Regions from separate parts of the Astyanax mexicanus genome. Here region 1 is linked to region 2. The links are chromatin contacts, called in public Hi-C maps. All regions are on one chromosome and are shown on one strand. Each heading gives the region's core, a stretch centred on a gene start, on an enhancer-like site or on the middle of the called end of the contact. The rest is flanking DNA. Distances are from core to core; before and after follow the strand shown.

Evidence for each region. A called contact is a pair of places that touch in the nucleus more often than the background predicts.
Region 1: a contact with region 2 is called in a Hi-C map of muscle, with 14 times the contacts expected there. The contact joins the enhancer-like site here to the promoter of elmo1 in region 2. A contact is called at or near these places in 2 of 3 Hi-C or Micro-C datasets (both in muscle).

What each region holds. Positions count from the first base shown.
Region 1 is chr3:47,991,439-47,999,372 of AstMex3_surface, reverse strand. It overlaps elmo1 (engulfment and cell motility 1 (ced-12 homolog, C. elegans)), which reads right to left. Exons shown (of 21, transcript XM_022683223.2): 3 at 7,037-7,077; 4 at 6,817-6,889; 5 at 6,665-6,715; 6 at 4,840-5,009. Among protein-coding and RNA genes, the nearest start is that of elmo1, 49 kb to the right of the region's middle. Within about 2 kb of position 4,977, the one cell type or tissue checked has an H3K27ac peak away from gene starts, as active enhancers do.
Region 2 is chr3:47,944,174-47,951,549 of AstMex3_surface, reverse strand. It overlaps elmo1 (engulfment and cell motility 1 (ced-12 homolog, C. elegans)), which reads right to left and starts at 4,763. Exons shown (of 21, transcript XM_022683223.2): 1 at 4,612-4,763.

The sequences.
Region 1 (7,934 bases), core at 3,728-6,227, 48 kb before region 2:
ACTCTTGATGTCATCAGGCCGAGCCTGGAGCATTGGTTTCGGTGCCCTCGGGAGTGCCGTCATGCCTTAGTCTCCTTAATAATTACAGTATGGTCAGTACTGCGCTGGAATCTGTGGCAAGAATTTGAGCCTCGGCATGTGTGTGTGTGTGTGTGTTTGTGTGTGTGTGTGCATGCATGCCTTGGTGCCTTTCAGTATGAAAGGACTGCACAGAAACCCACACACAAGCTCTTTGAGGTCAGGAGCTGTTGACACAGAGCTGCTTTATGTATGGCGTGCCCATAGAAACCAATAGCAAGGCCACTACAACTATTCACAGTGATGTGGAAACACTTCCACTGGGAACCACTGTGGGGGACGGAGGATGATGTCAAAATAATGATGTTAAAACACTGAAGTAAGACAAAGAGCCTCTTTCCTAGCTGGATTTAACCATACATGGCAATAAAGATGGGAGACTGAAGAAACACAAGGGATATGTTAATACATATTGCAGTGTGTTTAAATAACAGCTGGAGAAAAGGTTTTAATGTAAACCTATTTCTTGATTTTTCCAAGCACTAAAATCTAAAGTTCCAACTTAAACAAATAGGAAATCGTCATTTTTTCCAAGATTACAATAATACTTAAAACTGGATTCCCCCATTTTTTGGTCATTTTCCTGCTCAAACACTACTGATTCAAACCATTAGCTCATCGCTAAGTTTAGATCAGACTAAAAATTAAAACTGGCTCTAATATACAGAGACCTCTGATATAATGTCTTAATCACCTGAATCAGCTGTGTTAGATAAGGGTTGGAGTCTATCTCTAAGACCAAGACTGAGCAGTCCTGATTTAGATGCTGTGTTAGGACAAGGAAAGTACCAAACTACTCTGGACTACAACCAACCTCACTCAGTTCCCCAGTAGTTACGATTATAACAATGAAAGAACACATTGTCCTAACAGAAGCTATAGAGAAGGACAGCATTCATTCATATTGTCACTGTCACACAAAAATGTTATAGCTCCAAAATTGCAACTTTGCAAAGGAAAAAAATGTTCAACTTTTCATAGAAGTTTTAATATAAAACAAATTTATTCCAAAGTCAGCTTTGGAAGTATAATATTTTTGTTGGTCCATTCATTATTAAATTAATTACATTTTATAACAAATGTAAAGAATCTCTACGAGAGTGACATCATATCGAATATAAGACCACTAAAGCAAACTTGTAATTCATTCAGACATGCTCAATCAGCTGTAAGTCAGTGCTATATATTTAAAAATCGCACAGACACAGTGCAAGAATTTTAAGAATCTATGAATATTAGAATGAAAAAGGTATTTATGACTAGGCTTAATGTCTGTTTAAATAGAGTATACTTTCTTTTCAATGGAAAAAATCCATACAAAGTGTTGTGTAGTCCAATAATAGGCTTATTCTGTCTGGGAAACTGCCCCTTTGTGTTCATCTGCCCAGTAAAACACCAATCAGAATTAATATATTTAGAATTGCAACAAAAAGTTTTGATTTTACATCATTTACATTCTTTAAAACATCTCCAACTCAATCTCTTCTCACTGGAGTCTAGTATTATTAATAATTATTATCCAACATCAGTGCTTAAATGATAATAAATCAGATACATCCATGTGCTGGCTGTGGGTATCTATGGAGAAATGTGGAACCAAGCCGTTTTTGTTCCTCAAACTAGCTAGAAATATGTGCTACTTTTTACTGTATTTATGTTTACATGCATCTAAGGATGGGCAATATGACAATTATTAATGTATTGTAGGTCTGAAACTGAATTATTTTGTTAGTCGACTAATCTGATGATTATTTTTTCGATTAGTCGATTGGTCAATGATTATTTTTGCCATGTCCTCCACCTCTAAAAAAAAAACAAAAAAAAAGTGTAGTTTAAATGTAGAAGGTACTGATATTTAGTGAGTAGATGTGTCATCTGTTGTGTTTGGGTACATTTACCCAACTCCCATTACGTTTCTGTCCCCAGCGTTTTGTGAAATATGGTACTGTTACGAATGAACAATAAGTTGACAATGAAATTTGTAGTTGACAAATAGAAATAATCAACATTGTCGATTATATATACTTATTGTTGCAGATCTAGCGTATTGTGATACATTGTTATTATAATACACAATTCCTGCACATTCTGAGGATATCGTTTGTAAAAATCTAACAATACTTTTGCATTTTGCCTGTGTCTCAAAAGATTGTAATTGACATGGTGTATAGTAAAAATGTATTTAAATATAGTACTTTTTATCCTATCCTTACTTGCACCTGTTACGACTCTTCTTGATTAGAACAAATGTCTTACATAATCTGCTTTGGTGCCTAAAATATCTGCACAGTACTGTTCACTGATTTAACATTCCAATTATATTCGGCTACAGATTTACAGTTACTGAAGACTTAATCGTGAGGGTACTACCCCAGTGATGGCTGGATACTTTTTCCTTAAAAGAGTGCATTTAACACTCTGTAGAACGAGTTATAAATACCATACATTAGATAAACATCTCCCCCTTCTCTGCTGCGGCATCAGACTAGAACAAATCGACCATCTATCTGATTTGCCTGCGAGCCCTAAGTAAAAAAGCCCATATTTATCCAGCTCTTCACTGCCTGACTGGGGGAGGAATAATTAGGCTAGAACCCCCCGGAGGCCAGGCTGAGTGGTCTGACGCTGTCCTGAGGCTGACCTGCCTGGAGGACAGATAGTGGGGACCCCTTGGCCATTCATTACCATTCAAAGCTGCCCTCAGTGGGTGGGAAAGCTGGAGTGTAATAGCAGAGATATGTCCTCGCTCTCCCTTTCGGCTTCTCTCTCCCCCCCTGAACACACAGCTATCTCTCTTTTTTCCCCTCAATCTCATCCTTTGTTCTCTCATTCCTCACCCAGCATTCTCTCCTCATTCTTTGTCAGTTCACTCTCACTACTTCCTCTTCTAGTAGGACTCAATCAATATATCATCTGTCTGATAAACCGGTCTGACACAGAGTTTAACAAATTTACTGGCATGGGTGAAATTCCCCCCGATACGGCATTAATAAACTGTCTTGAATTATTTACATTAATCTAAATCTCTTTACAATAAACAATTCTTTCACTAATCAATGTAGCTTCTTAACTTCAGCTATGGTTGCCAAAATGTCTAGATAAGTAATGCAACAAAATGCGTGCTACAGTGTTTGATGAGCTATTTTTATACAAGACAAATCTATTTCTAAAAGAGTAAGATTTTTTTTATATATATATAATTTTCTTAGTATTTAATCATTTTGACATTTCGGTATTGAACATTTCAACAGACATAGATCATTGCAACATCTCTTTATTTATTTTAAATGGTCAGGGTTCTATATCTGTCAGTATTTACAGATACACTCATTTTTTAAAAAATATTTTCTGTACAACTGTTAGGTATGTTTGAGTGTATTTCCTAGTTTGAATTAGCATCCTGTCACAACAACTTGTTTAGCCTATAAATAATGTGATAATTTGCTTTAAATTACAGGAAAGGCAATTCTGACATTCTTTAACATTGTTTATTTGTTGTCAAATTTAATCCACCATTTATTTGTTATTTTTAAACAATTTTATAATATGAATAATAAGAATGAACACCATAAGCTGCCTTCTTAAGATGAATTTTACCACCCCTTCATGTTCTATTGGGAATATGACTTTCATCTGTATATAAAGGATATTAGTAAGAATTTTACTCCTGAGGTGGGAAATTGTTTGGATAATAAACATATCTTTCATGCTGTGTAAGGGGGTATGGCACCTTTGCTAATTTGTTTATTGAATTATATCTTTTTTTTTTTTTTGGATAACAGTCATATCAGTTGGATCCTGATGTTCTCTAGAACACAATCACTCAATCTCTCTCTTGGTCTCTTTCCATCTCAACCCTTTCTGTCCCCTCCCTTTCTCTCTGAGGCAGTGTTGCAGTCTGTTGGCTGAGTACAGGCTCCCCATGGGGCTGCCGTCAGAACAAGCACTGCAAAAAGCTCCACCTCAGCAGATAGTCTAGCCACGCTTTAACCTTCAACTGGGACAACCCCCTCGGCCAAGCTACACTGCATCCCACACACACACAAACACACACATTTATACACACAAAGATGAGGAAGACAAAGAGGGTGGAATACTGAAGTAGCTTTATTTAACCTGAGTGCTCGCAATGTAAACTAACCGCTGCCCTCAAAACCTTTTTCCACATAGTTAAGATTCTACACGAGTAGCAGATCAGGTAAGGCTGAGGCCGCCGTTAAAGGGTGACTCAGCAGCACCGACTTATTTTAAAGAACGACGATGTATACATAGACGAGACTCGAGTTCATAAGGTAAAAGTGTGGTACAGTTGCAGTGCCTTAGTGTTAAAGGCTATAAGAGCAAGTTAACCCTTTCTCTGCTGTTGTGAGCTTATCGGGCTATGGTGGACCAGCGGTCAGAGCACTGGGCTCTCAAAGACTGGGTCCTGGGTTTGGCAAGATGCCACTTTTAGGTCCATGAGCAAGGATTTTATCCATCACTGTGTATGTGTGCTCACTAGTATGTGTGTGTGTGTTAACTGCATAGATGGGTTAAAGGTGGAGGCCAAATTCCATCTGTGCCTAGCACAAGTAAATATGGTGAATATGATTGTCTTTTCTAACAGTGCAAGTCAGTGGGCCTTAGCAACTAACAGTGTGCCCCTATAGCTCGAGTCCACCTGTGTGGGCACACCTGAGAATGGAAGGGCGGGGCAAAGAGGAGGATGTGAAGTAGAGCATGACTTCAGAAAAAAAGCAAGACAGCAGAAACTTGACTTACTCTGTGCCGCTCTCCACCATCTGAGTGAGCAGAGTAATGCCGTCCAGGTTAATGAACTCTTGGGCGAAGGTAACGTCTCTGGAGGAATTGGCCAGCTCCTTCAAACCGTCCAGCTTCACGTCCAGACTGGATGACTGGACGCGCTCGTACAGCTGCTGTGCCATCTGGGCCTGGGAGCACAGCCAAGAAGGGTAGACAAACATGGGTCACACACACATTCGCACATACATAGAGAGGGGTCATTAACAGGATGAATGACTAATGGCTAATGGGTTTCATACTAATGAGAGGGGCCATTTAATTGAAATATTTTGTGTTCAGTATTTTTTAGTATTTTCAGGTTATTATTCATGTACTAGCATTCAAATGTACAAAACCAAATGAGTCCTGGGTGAATACATACAATTATTCTATAATGAGCCAGTCCTGCACATCTTCACTGATTTCAAACAGTTAATGGGAAACTCATCCTACAGAATAATTAATATATTTTAAGTGCGTCCAATGCTATGAATGAAGTTCTCTGAAGGAGCTGTAAATGGTTCTCTGAGCGATTCCATAGAAAAATAGCATTTTATTCCACACAAAGCCATATTTGTAAAAGAAATTGACCTTTTAGGGAGCTAAAGAATCTCAAAAGAATCTTCACACTCACACATTCCTACCATAAACATAATTGGTTCTTTATGGAACCAAAAGTGGTTCTTCTATGGCATCGCTCAAAGAACCACTATGATCTCCTGATCTGATGTCATGTTTTTTTTATTTTAAAGTTTACTGTATAATTTGAACAGACAAACTGTCCCTTATACTGTGCCAAGATTTCTTGATGAACGGACCAATAGAAATACTTTAAAAATACCTGAAGTAAACTCTTTTTACATAGACTTCCATTGAAAGATTGGAAGTTTTTTCTGTCTGTAAAGTTGCTGTTTTGGAGATGCTTGTTTTTCATTGGACAGCGACGATATACTATATGTCCAAATGTTTGTGGGCAACCCATTATACTTTAAATGGGTGCATTCAGATATTTTTAAGCTGAACCCATTGCTGACACAGATGTGCAAATGCACACACACAGCTTGTCTAGTCCCTGAAGGTAAGCATTATCAAAACAATAAGACTCTCTAGAGCAGATCAACCTATTGACAACTAAATCCTATTGGCACCATGCCTAATGCCAGATGTGGGCTAGAGGTGTATAAAGTATCCATCCAATATGTTTGAGATGAGATGGCTGGGGAGCTGGGGATGAGGTGACCCCACTTATAAACACTAATCAATGAACGCAATTAAATCCTTATAGCTATGATCCAAAATTGAGTTAAAAGCAGAATAGCTAACTACTGACATAATTTCAGATTTTAATGGCAGTGTCTCTTCTACTGACCATTTCTGCCTAATGTTTCGTGCAAGGCAAGCATTTTCATCCTATATTTCTCTCTGCACCTCTAACAGCACATGCATTTCAGCACAGAGATACATTTCATAATGAAGCGCCAACCCCAACAAAGGGCTGGCACACACTGAATCCTCAAAGCTTTTCGTTGCTCGGCTGCCAGCAAAGCGACCGAGTGAGAAAAGCTGCAGCTGGCCGAAGCTTCCGTCTCGAAACCGTCACGCAAGGGTCCCTCGCACCTGCTGACACTTTAGGAAGCTTCAGCGGCCTAACCTATCAGCAACCCCATCACATCTGGGGGATTAGTGGAGCGGAGCAGGAATGGGTGGTGCGAACAGGGATAAAGACAGGTCTCTCAGGCTGACACTGCTCTCATAAACACCACCTGAGACAGAATTCAAAAAGAGCTGCAAATCCGCTACTTACAGGAGATGTGGTCAGCCGCAGGATAGAGCCGTTTTTGATGTTGTTGCGGTTCTGTGGAGAGGAATTGTTATTTAGATAGAGCTTCTCTTACAGAATAAATCTTCACTTTAACAAAGCAGCCAGTTCTGGGAAACGTGTATTTGTCACCAAACCTTTTCTGTGATGTAGAAGTTAGTGGAGTCAGCATTCTGCAGAGCATAGGTTTCATGGTTCGGCAGCTGCCACCTGGAGAGCGGAGATTGAGGACACAACGCAGTTGCAGTTTAAGTGATTGCACATTGATTTGCACTGATGTGTGCTGTTATGGACTGTGCAAAACTAGTGGAGCAAAAGCAGAATTTTTTTTTAAAGATTGTAAATTCAATTCCTTACCCATCGCAGACTTCTTTAATGATAGCAGAGAGTGGCTTTTTCTGTGGAGAACAGAAATGGAAAATTTAAATGGTAAACAGTACATTAACATAATAATGGAGGAATAAAAATCTACATTTCTCTCTGCTACTCTGAGGGCAGCACAAACACAGAAGCAAGTTTAATATATTGTTGCTGTCAAACAATAACTGTGTCTCAAAAATGGTAACTTAAAAAAAATCATGAAAAGTCATGATGATATTTTTTTCCTAAATGATTTGAGAACATTTGAGGTCCATTCAGAATGTTATTTTGATAAAGAGGTCAACTGTCAGATCCTGTCAAAGACCCAGTTTACACCTGGTCAGCTAATGCATCTTGAGCATTAGGATTGAAGGTGTTTAAAGCCAGATACAAATCTGAAACCACTTCAGGAGGTCTGAGACACATTTGAGCCACGTGTTACAGTCTAAACACATCCATCTCCCAAAGACACAGTTAACACCCAAAGCCCAACACCAAAACTCTGCTCAGTACAACAAAAACTCTTGTGATGATTGATGCACAGCAAACACATTTGCCTATTTTGTTCCCAACAACAGTCTGATTTAGGTATAAAGATAGTTTGGGCTTCTAAGTGTAAATGTATGAGAATAAGATCTTAAAATCCAGATATATAAAAATATGCAATTCAGATACTAGCCACATGAAGTGACCAGGTTGAAAAAGTCTAAAACAAAAAAAAAATATATATATATATTTATATATATTTTTTCTGGACAGCAAAAATAGGTAAATATAATAACATAAATAATACATAAATAATAAAGTAAACACATATAAACAATTAATATCATGACATAATTTTAGGTTAAAACATATACCAGGTAAATGATCAGTGATAAGTAATATCACTTAA
Region 2 (7,376 bases), core at 3,514-6,013:
TGGATTTATAGAGATTTGCATTTAGGCTGCAAGTTCGTTAGTGTCATCGCCCTGAGACAAATGCTCTTTTAAATGGCACTTCCAGAGCAGAAGAGGTGCTGAAGTGAAGAGAAGGGAGAGCAGCTCGCCACGGGGATGCTGCTTGATATTCTGGCCTGAGGGTTCGGCCATGAGTCCCCACATCTGACATCTATCAGAGAGAGAAACTTTTTACAGCAGCCACAGCTGGAGCATACAGGCTAGCACAGCTGGATGAACCTCAAGCATGCAGATGTAGTGAGCTGAGGCACTGTGGTTAGTCTCTGTACAAAAGACTCTCTGTACCCAAGCAGAGGACAGAGGCTATGAGGCTGCCAGCCTGCGCCAAACTAGCACCAGCAAGGCAAGTTCATCCAGAGGAGGAGCAAGCACATGGGACATACTGCTGCTGCTGTATTCCTCTGTTACTGACTGAAGGGCTGTAAGGAAGGTCTGGTTAGATGGCCTTAAAAGTTATGACCCCAAATTACATACAGTTTGAGTTACAGGACGCAGCTTAAAAGGCCCATTTCATGGGAAAAAACAAACAGTCAACGTGATGCTCTATGTAAATACAGTCTAAATATGGAAACGACAACACACAAAACAGCCACTGATGCTGAAATTATAAGGGCACCCATTCTGAAATAATATAGGCCATATACATATATTGTGTGTCTTAAACACAAAGTAACTAAACGGGCTGCTTAGTTATCATAAGAAAAGATGAAAATGTTTACAACTCTTACAAAGCTTGGTGGAGCAGTGTAGTGGAGAACAATGCTGATTTCTCATAATGTCTCAAAAGACAGGGTTCAATTTCACACTATGCCAATCCAGTAAGAAGAGTCCTTGTGTAAGGTACACAACTCTACAAACGAAAGGTCAATAAAAAAGAAAATTGGATAAATTTTCAAAATCACAAACTGACAGAATGTGTACAACAACCTTGCCTCATGGTAGAAGAAGAGTAAAGACTTTTAACACTACTAACAGATCCCTCTGTCAAGAGTACATCAGCCCAGTACAGTCAGCATCAGAACACAGCAGATTTTAACAGCACCTTAAACTGAGTTGATTCCAATAAGAAAAGCATATTTAATATTAAGGACATTACAGAAGCACCACACAATGATGTATTCAGGCATTTCCAAGTTTGCTTGGTACGGTTTATGTGGTCCAGTCACATCCTTAAATGGTACCAGTGATCAGCACTTAAGCTAATAGGCTATAATCAGTAATTAGTCCATCTCTAGTTGTAAGATTGAAAAATGTTGATTATGAGGGCTTGAATTACCCTAATATTAGTAAAACCTGTCTTATTTTTGTATGACTTTCAACGCTGCGACTCTGACACCTCCATTTGCACCTATCATCTTCTGTAATTAATCAAAGACCACAGGCGATAATTACATGCATGGCAAGATTCATCTCAACTGGGATGCAAATGAATCAAACTCTGCAAACTATGGACGGTTGGAGGAGGGGTGTTGCTCCACTTGCCATATGATAGTGTCGACAAGCCCCAGAAAACCCTGTGAGCAACTACAGCATTTTCAGTGCATGTGAGTAAATTGTCTAAAGCAACAATAAAGTTTTTTCCCCCACAAACAGTGCTAGTAAGGACTATTCCAGGGGGCTCAGCATTAAGAGGGAGAGATAAGGCAGGCCAGGGAGGAACCCATCAGCACAGCAGCAATTTACAAAGCAACGGCTCCCTTAAAGAGTTTGAATATGAGTTGGGTGGGGTGGTGAGAGTGAAGTGAGATCCAGAAGCAGTTTCAAACTGATCGTAAATTGGCAGTGGAAGGAAGGTGAGAGACTGGGAACTGCAGAAGGAAATTTATATCCATGTCAGACATGCGGTAAATTCAAATGAGCTACTTCTCACATTTACGGTTGAAAACTTTAGCTGCTCTTTCGGGGAAAAAAATACTCACATAGCCTCTGCTGATGTCTTACACGGTCACACACAGACACACACACTGTAAAATTTCTCCACACCTCAAAATCTAAAGTAAGAAAACCAGTGATTGGAGAACGTACCAATGAATTATAATGACCCTTCTACACTCACTGACAAAATAACGCAGCCCACAATCCTGCAAATCTTGACATACAGTTATGTAAATGATTACAGTTTAGGACCACATACTTTCCTTACTGCTAAAAACACTAAATGGCTGCTTATGGCTAATTATTTTGCCCAGTCGACAGAGAAGGAATATCTTTTGTCTAAGAACAGCAGAATGGTCATCTCAACAAATTGCCTGCCATTACAGCTTGATAAGGCTCAACCAAACACAAAATACCAGTTTTGGCAACCTACAGCATGCATGATCTACAAGACAAGCTACAACTTTGATAGGAAAATGTGCCTCAGGATGCCATACAGAATATATTTGCCTTTATGCCCAACCATACTTTTTTGTATTCAGGCTAGAGGCAGCCCAATAAGGTACTAAAGTCTCTATTTAAATGTGTATTTAATTGTTTAATGTTTTTCTTACAAATATTACCTTAACATTTACATATAACAATTAATTTGATTCCAACCACTCATTCTTGGTGCGCTAGGTTTATTGTTAATAAGTGTATATCACATGTTCTTTGTTTCTCTGTAAACTCAACATGGAAAAATCCTTCCAGAAGTCACCCGACACTGGACAAACCAACCACATGCAAAGTGATGCCCAATATAGCAACCAGCTCTGACACATATGAGCCATATGTACATACTGCACTACTCGCCATCATCAGCTGTTTTTATAATAACAGAGATAGCCATCAAATAAGCAGTTGTACCATGGACACCACACATTAGTCACATATGAATGTGAGAGTCCACTGCTATTACAACAATGACTAAAGCCATCCATTAAGCATTGACTCCTCTGTGCTTTAATTAGGACTGACCCAACAATGTGATATGTGTGCTTCTGGACTGCTCTGTTCAGACACATCTGTGCAGGCCAGTCTGTATTACATGGACAAGAGCTCATGGAGAGTTTACTGGGCGAAGCCACTGATGTCACCATAGCCTGAAGCCCAACAAGTGACTCAACTACTTGAGGATGAAAGAAGGCGACCGTTGCTGCTAAGAGACAAAATCTTGTCCAATGTTGTCAAGCCATTATCTCATATAATGAAGAGGAGTGGATGCTGATTATGAAACAAAAGAAAGAAAACATCGTGAAACATCTGGTGCACTGAACTTTTAGTGAATGAAAAAGAACTACAGAAATATTACATGATGTTCTAAAAGATTAATATATCAATCATAAGTATTACTGTATTTAGACAGAAACACCCCTGCACGATGTGGGGAAAAATCTAGTACAAAACACTGCAGTCAGGTTCGAGTTCTATCAGCACTGCATTCCATACTAATTATTAAATTATGCTAGGCACCTACACCTGTCTGCTCCTAACTACCTGCAAGACCTAACTTCCTATTATAAAGCATCCTGTTTAGTCAGGACATTGGATGCTGGTCCTTATGTGAACCATAACCATAATGCTGATGAGAATCAGCTGTTGCAAAAACACTATTACAAAAAAATCTATAAACAAAACAAGAGTGAACTATAACAAGCTGAATCATCACTGCTTTATCATCTACAAAATGTTGCCAACAAATAAAAAAGCTTACAATAAGTAAGCTTACAACAAGAATGTAAGAATAGAGTAAGAATATAAACAGCTAAATATACTTCTTAACATATTATTGCACATATACATATTTTTTTATTTATGAGCCGGTGGGATGTAGATATGTAGTGTAACATTATATTAAAGATAAATAAATACATAAAAATAAGGTAAGTTTTAAAATGGGGAAATATCCTATAGATGGTTAGTTGCATAATAAAACTGACATTATTTAGAAAAATAAACAAGAAACATGCTAAAATAACACAGTATATCCAAATGATCCACTCTGAAGTCACACAGCCCTCTGCATAGATGACAGTATACACAACACACAGTTTGAACATTCAAACTTCCACTTTTTGTGTTGTTTGCACAACAAACCCTGCTGTTTATCCAACATCTCTTTTATCTTAACGTTACACTTGCTTTAGAAAGTTGGTTAGTGGGTCTTGTTTTGGGGGAGCCAACTAAATAAATAAATCTAGTTAACTGATGTAACTACTCTGCTTTCAATAAAGCAATGTTAACCTTTATATAACCGTAATATAAGCCTCATAATAATAACAATACAATTATAGACACAAGTTAAAGTAGCCTATGATATAGAGAGAGATACAAAAACTAGGTAATTAGGAGCCACCCTTCTCTCTCTTTCTCTCTCTCTCTCACTCTTTTCTCACCCCTTTAACCTCTTCCCACCCTTCCTCCCTCCTTCCCTCTCTCTCTCTCTCTCTCTCTTTCTCCATCTCTCGTCTGTTTATGTCCACTCCTATAACCACACGTATGGTATAGCAGCTAGGGGTGCCGCGCCGGCCAGCTGTCCTCCGCAGCCCAGCGGGGAACTGCTCACCCCGCCGCCCGGGAAAGTGAAGCCCGGACCGGCCGCCGGCTGTGTTTACCCCCGCCGCTGCTGTCTCAACACCAAGCCGTTACACTGACCTGAGGCGGCGAGGCTCCTCCGCAGGGCTGCTGCTGCTGTAGGGAGTTGAGGGCAGTATCAGCGCGCTCTCCGTCTCCTTTCCGCTGTTCCTCTGTTTCTCTGAGTGTGTGTGCGTGTGTGTTTGGTTCAGAGCGCGGACACACACTCACACACACTGCTGCTGTTTTCACTTCCTCCACCTCCGCCTCCTCCCTCTGCTGCCTGCTTCCCTCCGCTTACAGCGCGAGGCGGCGCACGGACCAATCAGAGCGCAGAAACCCTGAGCGCTGGCCACGCCCTCTCACTCATGGCTTCACTAAACCCAGCCCAGCCCGGCGTACACAAACACACCACACCACAGCTACACCTCTGCATCACATGGACATAGATGTGGACTATATGTACAAATATACTAGTGCATCTCAAAAAATGAGAATATAATTGAAAAGTTACTCTATTTCAGTAATTCAGTTCAAAATGTGAAACTCATATTTAATATAGATATAAAATACACATAGAGTAATCTATTTTAAACGTTTCATTACGTTTCATTCTTACAGCCAATTAAAAACAAGCACCAGCAGATGACATGACATGGCCATCACTGACTGTGGCATATTACATATTCCAATATTAGATATCGGTGAGTGGCAAGAGTAACTGCTCCTCTTGTGGGTAAAAATAATGTTTTATGCCGGCTAAGGATCCAGTTAGGTTCCCCTCTAATAAGACGTGCTCCACCTGTAGATTAAATGTGATGTTCTGCTGTTAAGGGTGTAATCACATTTGATAGAATGAGGGGAAGCTTCCTCATGGTGGAGAGAAGAAAATGTGCCTTATAGGTGCCCTCATAACAGTATATATTTATAACATATTTGGTGGTAAAAGACAAAGTAAATTGTTGTCAGTGATGGTAAAAAATAAATAAATTACCATGCAGTTATTAAGCATGCATCTATGTCTATCCATGTTCTATCCATTAGTATCTTATTTATAGACTTAATTTGATTATTTTAAGACTTTATTTAACAGTATTATTAGTAGGATTCTTAAGCTAAACATGCAATGTTTTCTCATTTTTGTTTCAATTTAAATTTTCCCACAAATAAATTTAGTTGAACCAGAATATTATTTTCCCATTTAAAGACACTGATCATGTACACTTGCCACTAATGCAATACATCTAAATCAGGCCATTCCCAGTTTAACACTCAGCTTTAAATAGGTTTAATAATTTATTATTTTCATCACAATTAATTATTAATACCAAAGAAGCCCTAGATTTCACTGCTTTCTTTTAATTAAAACTATTTCATTATCTTCTTCCACTTCTTTCTCTTTGTTAAACAGTCTGAACGGAAATATTATTAGATATGTGGATAGCCTTAATCATGGCAACTTTAAAAACATGCCAAAAGTCATGGGACAGCAGCATTAGAAAATGATCATTAAGTGTAACCTTAGAAGACAGCTTGGGGATGCCCACACCTGTACACCTGTGTTTTCTTAAGTTTGAACACTGGCCAGCATGTTCACAGCAAATTGAGTGAGGTATGATAGTGGGTGCCAAATGGATGGGGAATTCTATTTCTTGATCTACAGTGTCACATGTTATACCTGAAGGAATTACCACCACAGTGGGCAATGCAGTAGTCACAGAACATGACATTTGGTAAGATGATTTATAGGAAACTGCTACTTTTGTGTGCGAAATATAATACATTTTTAGATTTATAATGCTCAGAATGCTTTTATTCCCTCTATGTTACATACTGTTGGGCAGAGAGATTGCTTTTGAAATATACTTCAATAATACACTGTAGTACTTCCCGTTATTGTGGTGCTGGAGGGCCTTTTAAAGCTGTACCAAATCTTACCAATGAACATAAACCCTCGCTCCTATAACACAAGTGATTCGATAAGGAGTGTCTGGTCTGGCTCTGGCTGAGGAACACAGGGGTAGGTGCCAGTTAAGAAGACTCATCGAGGAGATTGATGTCGGCAGTCAGATAAAAGAGTACACACACAGGGCCCTAATGCCGCTGATTTATCTAATGCCTCAGGGCAAATCGCCACAGAGATGGTGGGCTACCATGGAAAAAAATGAGGGAAAGCAGAGGAACCACAGGAGACTATTAGTACTACACACACATATACACACTTGCTTAAGGTCAGCAATTACACCAAGCCAACAAATTATTCTAAATTCCAATAAAATGTATCCCAAGGCCTTTGTTAAACAGGCCAACAGGCCGCATATGATATGCAGTGGATGTGTCTGCTGGCTTTCTTTTTTTTAATACTGCTCATATGTATTTAAGTAGCGTCTAATTAAGGCGGAGCACAGCCAACATGCTCTTTTATTTCTGGAGTGCTGTGCTAAACTCTGCACGAAACAGCACACACACGCCCCAGACTGCTACAGGAGGCTAGATTTCTAAGCTGAGCGTTTTCTGCCTCATATCTTCATATACAGTTGGGAGGTTAATGATTAAAACACTAACCTCTCTACGCACTCATAAGTGGGTGTGATTATGTCATGATGACATGCAGAAGAACACTGGGCTCCATGAGCAATACTAAAGTAAATTTAAATAAAAGATTTTCTCCTGTTTTGTCACCACTGGTGCAGCAAGGGATTTTTTGTATTACAGTGGGGATTTTTATTACAATATCCCTCCGCCCCTGTAGACTCCAGACATTGTGCATACAGTAGAATGTACTATTTTAAACAAAAGTGACAGTCAATTATAAAATGGCTAATGATCATACATTACAGATAAAA